Linked DNA regions of Gossypium arboreum: region 1 is linked to region 2. A link is a contact called in public Hi-C data. All regions are on one chromosome and are shown on one strand. Each heading gives the region's core, a stretch centred on a gene start, on an enhancer-like site or on the middle of the called end of the contact. The rest is flanking DNA. Distances are from core to core; before and after follow the strand shown. Region 1 holds the start of LOC108472914 (protein NRT1/ PTR FAMILY 4.6-like). Region 2 holds the start of LOC108470639 (mitochondrial outer membrane protein porin of 36 kDa).

Region 1 (5,982 bases), core at 3,444-5,943, 280 kb after region 2:
AGCTCGAAGAAGCAAGAAACTATAGCCCAATCCAGTGCCGAAGTAGAGTTTATTGCTGTAACAACTACTATTAATCAAGCTTTATGGCTGAGGAAATTTTACTTGATTTTGATCTGGAGCAGAAGGAAAGCACAGAGATTCTTGTTGACAACCAAGCTGCTATTGCTATCTTTCATAATCCTCTGTTTCATGGAAAGGCTAAACATTTTAATATCAAGCTATTCTTCCTAAGAGAAGTACAAAAACATGGAGATGTGATTATTGTCTACTGCAAACAGAAAATCAAGTTGCAAACATTTTAACCAAACCATTGCCTGCTTGCAAGTTCGAGTTTCTGAGGTCAAGACTTGGTATTTGCAGCTCTAAAACAAGGAGGAGAGTTAAGAAAATGCTTCAGGAGTGAAACATGTCCACCTGTGTTTTTTTGTTAAGTTGATTGTGCCAAAGTTTGTTCCTGTTTTTAGGAATTAGTTATTTGTGTGTTGCTTAAGTTTAGGAGAAAGTTAGTGGGTTGTTGATTTTATTTTGTATAAATTTTGAATGATTGTTGAATAAATGGTGTTCGGTTTCCTTCATCCATTGAGTTTTTCTTCAATAAAATACTTACAATGTGATTGGGGTAGGGAGTCAAAGGATTGGGATTAGGTGGTGGTAAAGGGAAAAGATAGTGTTGTCTTATGTCCATGCCTCTGTATACCATAGTGAAGTTTTGTGAAGACTGAAAATTTTGACTTTATTGATAAAATATCATGGTATTTATACAAGTAACTGGAAAGGAAAAACTAAAGAAATAAAGAGAGAATATTTACATATCAGTCAAAGAGATAAAAAGAGTAGAAAATAATTAAAGAGATAAAGATTAAAAAAAAAAAGAGGGTCTCCTCATAGCTTTTTATGTCCTTTCAAAATGGATAGTATGGGGCTGAAGTTTGCATTAGCCTGAGTTCTATCTCTGCATGGCCCAAGCTGGCATTTTAACTTGATCGATCCATTTACTTGACCAAGGACTTGCTCCTTCGTAGTAAGAAATCAGAAGTTGGCCATGCTTGTTTTACTTGCTACTGCCTGCTGATCTGTATTTATAGCGCATGGCCCAGAGAAGGTAATGCATGAAATTCAAGGCGCTAAGCACACACATAAGCCAGTAGAATCTCTCCAGATGATATCCATTTATTGTATGCCCTGACAGCCACGGCTTGTGCCCTGAGTTCTCACTCACATTGTTCACTATTGATACAATTACCGAGCTTAAATAATACCCCATTGCCAAGGAAGTCCAAGAAAGAGATGTAGCCAAGGATCTCATGCTTGAGGGCGCCTCGGTGAAGAAAAATTCTAGTAACCCCGCCAAGGTGAAAAGATCAGCTGATCCCAGGAACAAGTACTGTAAAGCAATCCACAAAAATGTAATGGGTAATGGATTGGTTGAGTCAAGTAGGCCAGAGTAAGTTGCTACTCTTTTTCGTTTAATTTCGACAAGAGCTGCCACTGCCATGGCTACCATGGAAAGAAATAAACCAATCCCAATTCGTTGCAAATGAGTGATGCCCATCTCAGTTTTAGTTACTCTCCGAGCAAATGGGATAATGAAGTGATCGTAAAGCGGGGCTAGGATCATGATGAAGACCACGGGAAAGACTGGTAGGGAAGCTGGAGGAATTTTCAATGAACCAAGCTTAGTGTTCATGGTTGCTGCCTGCTCAACTGAAAAAGTTGAGAGCTGAGCTAGGCAGCAATTGAGAACAATGGTGCAAGCAAATATGGGAAAGATTTTAAGCACGATCTTGACTTCCTCTACTTGCTGCACTGAGCATTCAAGTGCTGGGTAAGCTGGCTTGTTCACCGCTGCTCTGTTTAGGACTTTGAGGCTTTCAGTTGGGATTTGGTGGTCTCCTTCCTTGCTGGTTTCAGTTCGATAAGAAGGGCTCGTTGTCAGGTTCGCAATGGCATTTTTTGGATTTTTGCTCATGCAACTGTTCAGCATAGCAGCAATCAAAACCTGTTCAAGTAAAGCAAAAGTAAAGCAAAAAACAAAACTTATTTCTTCATTACAGGAATGGCATCAAGGTGGGGTCTGATAATTGAAGTAGCTTTTACCTTGCCAATGGTTGTAAGAGGGCTGCCAAAGGGTATTTTGTTCCTGTAAACAGCCGAACCAGCAAGGAAGATTGCGATTGACAACAATACTGCAATTGTAGAGATGGAAAAACCCCACTTCCATCCCATATTATCTTCAACCCACACAACAAATGTGACGGCTATGAGTGCACCGAATGAGAGACAGAATACAAAGTAGTTGAAGAAGGTGGATCTTTGCTTCCTTCCCTGTGGGGTGTTGGCATCAAACTGCTCAGCGCCATGTGTTGGTAAGGAACCCTTTATCCCTCCAACACCAAGCGCCACAAGATAGAGGCCAGTGAACAGCATTACTGCTTTCCCACCTCCAACTTCATGGCATGGAATGGAGGGGGTTGATGGACTACATTCTCGTGGCTTTAGGGAAGCAGTCCGAGCTTGCATTGCAAGAATGACCGACCCCTGTTTCAAGGACCACAATTGGTTAGGCATGCCTGCTCAATTAGCAAGTGTGTAGACTTTAGAAGTCCCCCAGCAATTAATTTGAATAACTTTGATTCATAATAAGCATTCCTTTCTCTTTCCTTTGTATCTCTTTTAAGGCATTCATGGGAAGAAATGAAGCTTGCATTCAATTCCTTATACAGCTAGGTAAACTCGGTTTCATGCAGTTTTCAAACATAAGAAAGACTTTCAAGTCCGAAATCCATACATACACAGCATCCAAGGTTGTATAATAGATAGGGAAGAGGAGATGAGTACAATAGATAGGGAAGAGGAGATGAGTACGCCTGGATCAAACTGATTCGTCAGTTCCCTATATGATTGATTTCCACATACTAAACCGAAAAGCCGATAGCATTAAGGTCCAACTTGTTGGGCCGTTCAATTTGGTTTTTCCGTTATGTGGCGTTAGCCACACAAGGATTGCACTGCGAAGATTTCAATGATATGTTGCTGTAAAGAAACCGGGTTGTTGACGACATGGCTTTGTTATATTGAATTGTGCAGGGTGAGCATGATTCTCAGTTAAATAGACTTTCAAGTTTCGCTTGGGCTCTATCAATGGCCGCCCACGTGGTTCATGAGCCTGCCTAAAATGAAATGAGCAACCTTTGCTTCATTTCCCTTTTTCATTCGAAGAAAGCTACGCACCCATTATTAAATGGATTTGGTTTTCCCAGTATTTTCTTCGGATTCGTCTCTTTCTCCAGCCACATACTGTACAGTGATTGGTGGATGAGAGTTGAAAATTACCGTGTATTAGACGTACGACATAGGGTAGGAGCTCCAGCGACTGTTTGACACTCATGCGGTACGTGTAGAGCTAAAGCTCTCTTATCGTTAAACTAAAATCCCAAGGCGTCGGCTTTGTAAGGATAAGTCCCATGACTAATACCCCAACATTGGCCTACTCCAGGACCCACTCGCCCCACTTCCCAATTTATGGATAAGAAAAAAAGGAATTTCTTTAATGGAATACGAGGCATTTGAAAGCATAGTTAACATAACCGATTGTTGTTGGAAGTTCCAATATGTGATGGAAGGTTGAATTGAAACAGACCCTGTTTTATTATCTCAGAATTAGTTTACTTTTGGGATCCGAAAGAAAGTGGACAAATATACTGACATTTTTTACTAAGGCCACGTTAGTTGTTGTATCTAGGCGGACTGGGTTTTTTTGTTTATACCGAACTCGCAGGGAGGGAACACTATCAGATTTTTGCCCGTGTCTTTTATTTATGACAACCACAATGCGGATGAAGTGCAATAATGAAACAATACATAGAGAGTTCTAAAGATAAGTGTGTGAAAATGGAGTACCAGGAATTGGATGAGTGCGCTTATGAGGTAGATGTGAAAAGTAGTGAAGAAAGTGTCGGATAAGAAGCCCCCAAGCAGAGCCAGAAGGAAGGCTGTCCCCATGAAATTGGTGACATAGTTTGCCGATTTTGATGGAGATAAGTGCATGTGCTTTGACAGATACAGCACCAGGTTGCTACTATTTGCCAAGTAGGCCAGGTTCTCCAGCACTTCCACAACTACGTACAGCCAAAATTTATCATTAAACTAAGCGATGGAACCAACCTATAAAATAAGCCTACAGCGGAAGCTCACCCTTGATTTGTGTCAAAAGCAACAAAAAGGAATAGATCAGGTAACTAACCCAAGACAAAGGAGGCAGCCACCATGCAACCATGTTGGCCCCTTAAAGCAGGTCTGCCCCTCCAATCCACATACCCTTCCCATCTATTATCCTGGTATCCTCCTTCCTGTACAATAAAAGGCGAGTTAGTAATAGTATCTAGGAAAGCAACATAGGTTTGTTGTCTGTTGTTTGTACTTTGAATGAAGCAACGAGAGGACGAATAATGAGTGAGATGACAACATAAAAAGAGCAGCAAAATAAAAAAATTAAAAGGGCGGGGGGGGGGGGGAACCCACCATTGTTTTTTCTCTCTCCTATTCTCAACTTGGGTAATTATGTTGGTATTTGATCTCGAGTGTGAGTAGAAAAGCATGGTGAGAGTGGTGGGGGTATTTAAAGAGAGGGGAAGGGAAGAGCATTTGATGGTTTCATTTCAACTTGGAGGAGAGAATGGTCTTCACACTTCACATAAGTTACTTTTTGACTCATCATCCTTGGAACCTTTTGTTTTATACTAAGAATTCTTTCATTTTATTATTTTATTTGAAAATTATCATATTAACGAACAGTTTATTTTTGTAATAACAAAGTTTCTTTTATTAAAGATTGCTAACTTATAGTATTAAAGATTGCTAACTTATAGTAAAAATGCTTCAGAGGAGGAAGATTAGGAGAGAAATATATCAAATTCTCCCCACCCATTATTAAAGGAACCCAAAAAAACAAAAAAGTACCTTTCTCTTTCTTTGACCATCGAAAGCCAAAACCTTCGTCGCGGATGCCTAATGATAGTATTTGTTTTTGTCTTTTCTTCCAACAAAATATGAATTCAGTTAGCAAATAGAAACAACAAAGCAGTACACGCCTTGAGGAGTAGAACAAAACCAGCAAGAAGCAACACACAGTGAGCAGCTGATCGATAAATGCCCCCTTAGGAGGTGTGGCGCCAAACGTTGACAAAAACCACTGTCTTCATGTTCAACCACAAGTGGTTAAGTGGTTTAAGAATCTCCCAGGGGCGCCAAGGTTGATATCGAGTATTGGTGTACCGAGAAGCAGCCACTATAGAATCGGATTCCACCACTACAGAATCAGAACAACAATATAAAACTTATCTTTAATCTTGTTTCATTTTTCACTTGACATTTTGATTATCTTCCATATCTTTCTCCTTCCAGTACTGTTATAATAAAATTTTCTGATTTATATATAATTATAAGATAAAGAATATATTCTTTAGTCCGTGTACACTCAGGAATTTAGCAAGTGGATGACGATGACATGGATATATATATATATATACACATACGGCAGCTTTATGAAAATGTCTTTTGTGGCCGTGTGATTATCATGAATACTGTTTCCCCAAACCCAAAATCCAATGTTTACACAAATGAATGGAATCCCCAGTTAACAAATTGAAAACAGTGGTTAAAAGAAGCAAAGGGTAGTGATAAGATCACTTCGGCTGGACGATTGCTAATTGCTTGACATGATAGAATCTAATAGCCATACAATGGAGGATTATTATATTAATGGCTCCCAATCTCCTACCGACAAGCTTATGTGCAATAATGCTTGAAGATATGAAAAGATGATAGAAATTGGATGTGCGGTCTCATGAGTAAAAAATACTACTACATATCCATTTTCTTGTTAGGCTTATTTCAAATATTACCCTCTATATTATACCCATTTTTTGGTACTTCAATTTTTTTTTCAGTCAGTTTGAGTACCTTACCCATTTAATTCTAGAT
Region 2 (6,252 bases), core at 2,774-5,273:
ACGAGAAAGTTATGCTTGTGAAATATTGATAGTCATGTGACTAATGATCTACAATTATGATAAATGGATGTATGATTAGATTTGAAAATAATCATGTGTTAGGCTTATGAGCCTAATTGAGTTGGGATATAGTACGATGTATATAATTAAGTTGTGATTCAATAGATATGTGAAAGATTGTTAAGCTATATGTTGAAATTATAATTACTTGTAAATGATGTGCGTGTTGTTAAGCAAATTGAAATAACTTGTTAATAATGTGATATGTTATAATGGGGAGATTATGGTTGCTAGCCTAATGACAAGACAATATAATTAGTGTGTGTAAGATAAAAGAGTAAGCATTATGAATGAGTAAGTGGTAGTCATGGGATTTAATGCAAATTGTAATAATAGTATCATCATGGATGGATAAAGTAAATAAATGCTAATAGTTGTTCTTATTTGCATATGAACTTACTAAGCTTTGAAGCTTACTCCCCTTTCCTTTCCCATGTCTCATAAGGTTAATAAACTAGCTCGCGTTGGAGATCACCGGAGATGTTATCACATTATCAAGCTATCATCGCGGAGTAAAATTGAATACAAACCTCTTAAATTTATGGCATGTATAGGGACTTAGTCATTTGGTGTATGAATCATTATGATTTGGCTAAATATATTAGCTTGTGATGGTTAAAGATTTGACGTAATGTGTAGCCATGTAAATTGGCTTATATTGGCCAACGAATGGCATGTAAATATTTTTTAATAACTAGCTATTGGAATGGCTAGTTATGGATATGCTTTGGTGTTATGTATGTCTAAATGAAAGTTAATACAAAGAAATCATGAAATAGTAAAATTAGCATTAAAACAATTTTGGATAGTAGCAGTAATACAACTTTGAAATATCACCAAAATTGTAGAAATCGAATTAGAGGTTGAATAAAATATGAAATTAAATCTTATTGGGTCTAGTTTTACATAGAAGAAACAATGTAAGCAAAATAGTTTCATTTCATGAGATATTTGAATTTTTGTAAGACAAGGTTAGAATGATTTTGGGTTCCCCTGTTTGATTTGGAAAATCATTAAAAATTGTATAAAAATACTTTGGGGTTTAAATTTATATTTTTAATTTCTTAATGAGTCTAATTTCAAGAGAAATAAACGGGAACATCATCCGAATCCCGTACTAAGAGATTAGTAATCTTTAGTGAAGAAAGGTCGAAACTGTCAAACAACAAAATAGGGATGAATTTGAAGAATTAATTGTACTTATTGGCTAAACCATAAATTCTGAAAATTTTATGGTAGGCATATATTTGAGCCTAGTTTCGGAAAAATCAAGCGAATTTTAATTTAGAGTTCTATAACTCAAGATATAAATAAATTTGTTACTATGACTCAAGTGGACAGTTTTGTTATGAACAGTAAATAATTGTTTTGATATGTTGAAACCTTGATTATGGTTGTGTTGGTAGCTTAATTGTGTCATGCTAAGTTCAATTGAAAGTGTGTATGTGAATGTGCAAAATGAGGGTGGCAAATGGCTTGGTAAATAGTTATTTCCTTGGCCACACGGGCAGAGACACGGCTGTATGTCTTAGCTGTGTGAAGGACATGGCCCTGAGACACGAGCGTGTGACTTGGCCGTGTTACCTCAAATTGTGCATGACGTCATAAATAGAGAGTTACATGGGTTGAGGACACGGGCGTATCCCAAGCGACACGGGCATGTGTATGACCACACAGCCTACTCACACGGGCGTGTGACTCTCCAAAGTACGAAAATTTTCTAAGTGTCGTAAAAGTTTCAAAAGTTTTTGGTTTAGTCATGGGCCCGTATAAGGGACGATATGCATGTGATTGGATGAATTTGATTTGGTCCAAATTTTATGGCCCAGTTTTGTATGAATGTTTATGGTTAAGTCTGGTAACGCCTCAGACCCTGTCCCGGCGTAGAATACGAGTAAGGCGTGTTACATTATATGCAACTTGCTAGTTAGAGTTTTTGACATACATATTTGTTTCAGCCTTTTCCATAACACAGTGGTGGTTTTCTCCTTCATTACATCTTGCAAAATTTCGTTAGCCAAATGTTGATGTAATTGTGTTAACGCCTTTCGGTGTTAACGCTTTTCGATGATAACGCCTTTCGATCTTTACGCCTCTTCTCTTCCTCAGTCAATGTCGAATGCATCTAATCTGTCCCTAGTAGGGCATCAACTAAGTCCATCTGTGCAAGAACTGTTTGCATCTTTATCTGCCACAACGCGAATCTAGTGTTGCAATCCAACAGCGAAATTTCATACTTCAAATACGCCATTACCATGATTGAGATGAACAACCCAGAAGCTCTGATACTAATTTGTGAAAAAAAGTAGAACGTTGATAAAGAAAAGAAAAAAAAGAACACACAGATTTTTACGTGGAAACCCTTTCAGGAAAAAACTACGGGCAGAGGAGAAGATAATTCACTATGTCGAATTCGAATGATTACAAAAAGAGTAAGCTATGTCTATTTATAGGCTTGTAAAACCATATTCTAATAGAAGGAGTGTAGTAAGATTGAAACATCTTATTCTAATCAATATCAAGTAAATGAAGTTTATTAAGGTTTAAAAAACCTTATTTTAAAATAATAATAAAAAGTGTAGTTCTATAAGGATTTTACTTTCATTTAATTTTACCACTGTATTTTATTTAAATAAGGATTCGGATCACTTAATTCTAACATTACTCAACTATGCCCACGTTTCTAGTTTTGTCATCCAACTTTCAAATTTTCAATTTAGGCACTAACATTTGAATTTGTTCCTGTTTTGGTCACCCGCTTGATTCTAAATAATTCAATAAACTTAACTATTCACTTTTACAAATTCTATCAATTTGATCTTTAAACTTTCTAATCAAAGCTTTCAACTTTTAAAATAGAGGCAATCCACATCTATAAATTTGTAAAACCCAAAAAGAAAAAAAGAAAAACTTCTCTCAACTAATGAGCCATTTTCTGAGCCAATTTTAGATACCAATTGGTTTATCTTGAACATTTCTCTCCTTTTCTTTTTATTTTCATTAGTTTTCTTCTAAATATAGTATTGTATAGCCCTTTTATTGATAAAAATTTGACTAAAGAAAATGGAAAAAACGTTAAAAAAGAACACTTTAGATTTACTCTTATTGTTAACAATATGACATTTCTTTCAAAGTACATAGAAATAGTCCTCAAAGTAGGTTCTGGAAATTGAAAATTAAATTCAGAGCTAAAAAATATGGCTTTGAAAAATCCAATTGTTAAATCAATAATTATATCATAAGAAAAAAAATGAAAGAATTAGTTGAATATCCTTTTGTTCATTAATTTTTTTAAATTTTATAAATTGATTAAAAGATTATCATGTAACTATTTATTTTTAATTTTAAATCCACAATAAGTAGTATATATTAATAATCTAATTTAGTGTTAAATTATTTATCAAATTAATTAAAAACTAAAATTATTCTAGTAGAGTGAAAATTTATTTCTTACAAATATTAAATTATTATATAATTTTATTATATAATATATTTTTAAATTTTTATTTTCTATTATTTTAATAGTGTTTAGTTCATTTTGAACACTAACTTCTTAAAAATATAAACAAAAGGGTTATGTACATTAATTGGATAATTTCAACCTAAATAAAACAATTAATAGATGTGGATTGCCTTTGCTTTGAAAGCTAGAAGCTTTGGTTAGAAAGTTTAAGGATCAATTTGATAGAATTTGTAAATATGAAAGGTTAAATTTATTTAATTATTTAAAATTAGGATCAAATTAATAGAATATGTGAGTATTGAGGACTAAATGTGTTATTATAACAGTTAGAAATTAACATGGGAGCAACTAAAAATAATTCAAATGTTAGTGCCTAAATTGAAAAATTTTAAAATTAAGTGACTAAAATAAGAATGTGGGTATAATTAGATGACCATTTGTATAGTTTATCCTAATAATAATAGACTTCTACTTAAAAACGTGATCAGGCGACGAATTGCCCAATGTGCCCATTCCTGATATCAGCGGCCAAGGCTTTCTCACTTCATGATCAACGGTCCATAAAACTCCTTTTATTTTCAAATTAAACGGTTTTTCGATTATTATTATTATTATTATTCTTTTCCATCCCTGTCTTTCGCAACCAGCCTTCGTTTCTCACTTTCCTCTCCATTTTCTCGGCGAAATCAAGCATGGGGAAAGGACCTGGTCTCTACTCCGATATCGGAAAAAAGTCTAGAGGTGAAATTTTTTTCTCCTTTTATAGTTTATTTTTCATTTCAGCTTCCTTTGTTCATTTTTGTTTTTGTTTTAATTTCAGATCTTCTTTACAAGGATTACCAGGCCGACCACAAGTTCACTGTCACTACTTATACCTCCAATGGAGTCGTGAGTTTTTCTTTTAATTTTATTTTTAAATATTCCAGATGATATGGTGAAACATCTGCTCTCTTCAGTTCCGATTGTTTTAATTTATTTTCTTTGTCATAAACGAATTCGTAATTCATATTTTAGCAAAACCTATTAATTTGTATATGAATTTTTTTCTCTTATTTGTTCCGAGTGTTATTCTCTTATTTGTATATAATTTTTTCCAATACGCTCGCATGAATATCTGATCTTATGAATTTATGATTGATCTAGAGATTTATGATTTTGGCTCATTTTTTCCCTTCTCAATTATGTCAGGCAATCACATCAACTGGGATTAAGAAAGGTGAACTGCTTTTGGCTGATGTAAGTACTGAGCTGAAGAACAATAACATCACAACCAATGTCAAAGTTGACACTAAGTCTAATGTAAGTTGTAGAACAATTAGATAAGTCTTCGAATTTTAAAGGTCGTGTTCATATAATCATTGCATGCTATCTCATTACGATGAATACAAAGGTAAGCAATGTTTTGGTCTTGTACTGTTTTTACTCATTGTCAGGGTGAATTCAGTCTTGGCTTAAGTATTATCTCATTCTGTTTTTTTTTTTTTTCAATAGCTTTTTGCCACTGTTACCGTTGATGAACCTGCACCTGGATTGAAGACAATCTTTAGTTTTATTGTCCCTGATCAAAGGTCTGGCAAGGTAATAGACTTCCTTACTCATGCCATTAACTTCCTTTTTTTTTTTTCAATAATGCCAACATTTTCTACATCCTGGTTTAGGTAGCTAGCTGTAGCTATGTTTGTCATTTACTTCTGTAAACTTATAGGTTTCATCATGTGGTCATGACATGGTCTTTGTCATTATTGTGACAGGTGGAACTGCAATACCAGCATGAATATGCCGGCATAAGCACTAGCATTGGTTTGAATGCTAATCCCCTTGTTAACTTCTCTGGGGTGGTTGGAAACAATTGTGTCTCAGTGGGGACTGATCTCTCATTTGACACCGCCAGTGGAAACTTTACCAAATTGAATGCTGGGCTGAATTTCACCCATTCTGACCTCATTGCTTCCCTAACATTGTATGTAGTTCCTCGGCGGAGTTGGCTTTAACTTTTAGTTTACTTATTCACATATCCATATTTTCATATGGAACTTCCAGTAAACTGGTTTTTTCTTTCTGTAGCTTGTGCATGTATTCTGTTATTTTGCTTGTGGTTTTGATGAGGTTAATTTGTCGATAACCACAGAAATGATAAAGGTGACACTCTTAATGCTTCCTACTACCACATTGTTAGCCCATTGACGAACACAGCGGTTGGTGCGGAGCTGACCCATAGCTTTTCAAGTAATGAGAACACTCTCACAATCGGTACACAGCATGCTCTTGACCCGTTGACCACAGTGAGGACTCGACTGAACAACTACGGCAGAGCAAGTGCTCTTATCCAGCATGAGTGGCGCCCAAAATCCCTCTTCACTATCTCTGGAGAGGTGGACACCAGAGCAATTGAAAAGAGTGCTAAAGTCGGGCTGGCGTTGGCACTCAAGCCGTAGGGAAAGGTAATATCATTGTTTGAATGAAGGGAGGCCTTTACTTTTGATTGGTGAAACCGGAAGTCTGGAAGACTCGGGAGAGTAATAATGTTCTTTGACGGATTTTTCATGATCTTGGATTGAAAAAATAATTGTGATTGGCGAACTGAAATTGGCAATTTGTTATGTTAAATTTGCTAGGGCGTACAGTGTTTTTTTTTTTTTTTTTGGTTTAAAAAAACAAGGCAGTAGCCTATTCATCTGTGAAATGCAAATGTTGCTTACATGCTATTACTTAAGTTGTTTCAGTCATTA

What was found. A called contact is a pair of places that touch in the nucleus more often than the background predicts.
Region 1: a Hi-C map of leaf shows a contact between it and region 2, with 2.9 times the contacts expected there. The contact joins the promoter of LOC108472914 here to the promoter of LOC108470639 in region 2. A contact is called at or near these places in 2 of 5 Hi-C or Micro-C datasets (both in leaf).

What each region holds. Positions count from the first base shown.
Region 1 is chr3:56,746,826-56,752,807 of ASM2569848v2, forward strand. It overlaps LOC108472914 (protein NRT1/ PTR FAMILY 4.6-like), which reads right to left and starts at 4,694. Exons shown (of 5, transcript XM_017774479.2): 1 at 4,522-4,694; 2 at 4,244-4,349; 3 at 3,901-4,118; 4 at 2,098-2,538; 5 at 708-1,999. The coding sequence starts at 4,524. The coding sequence ends at 1,052.
Region 2 is chr3:56,462,581-56,468,832 of ASM2569848v2, forward strand. It overlaps LOC108470639 (mitochondrial outer membrane protein porin of 36 kDa), which reads left to right and starts at 4,024. Exons shown (of 6, transcript XM_017772002.2): 1 at 4,024-4,264; 2 at 4,344-4,411; 3 at 4,712-4,822; 4 at 5,015-5,101; 5 at 5,275-5,483; 6 at 5,652-6,236. The coding sequence starts at 4,216. The coding sequence ends at 5,958.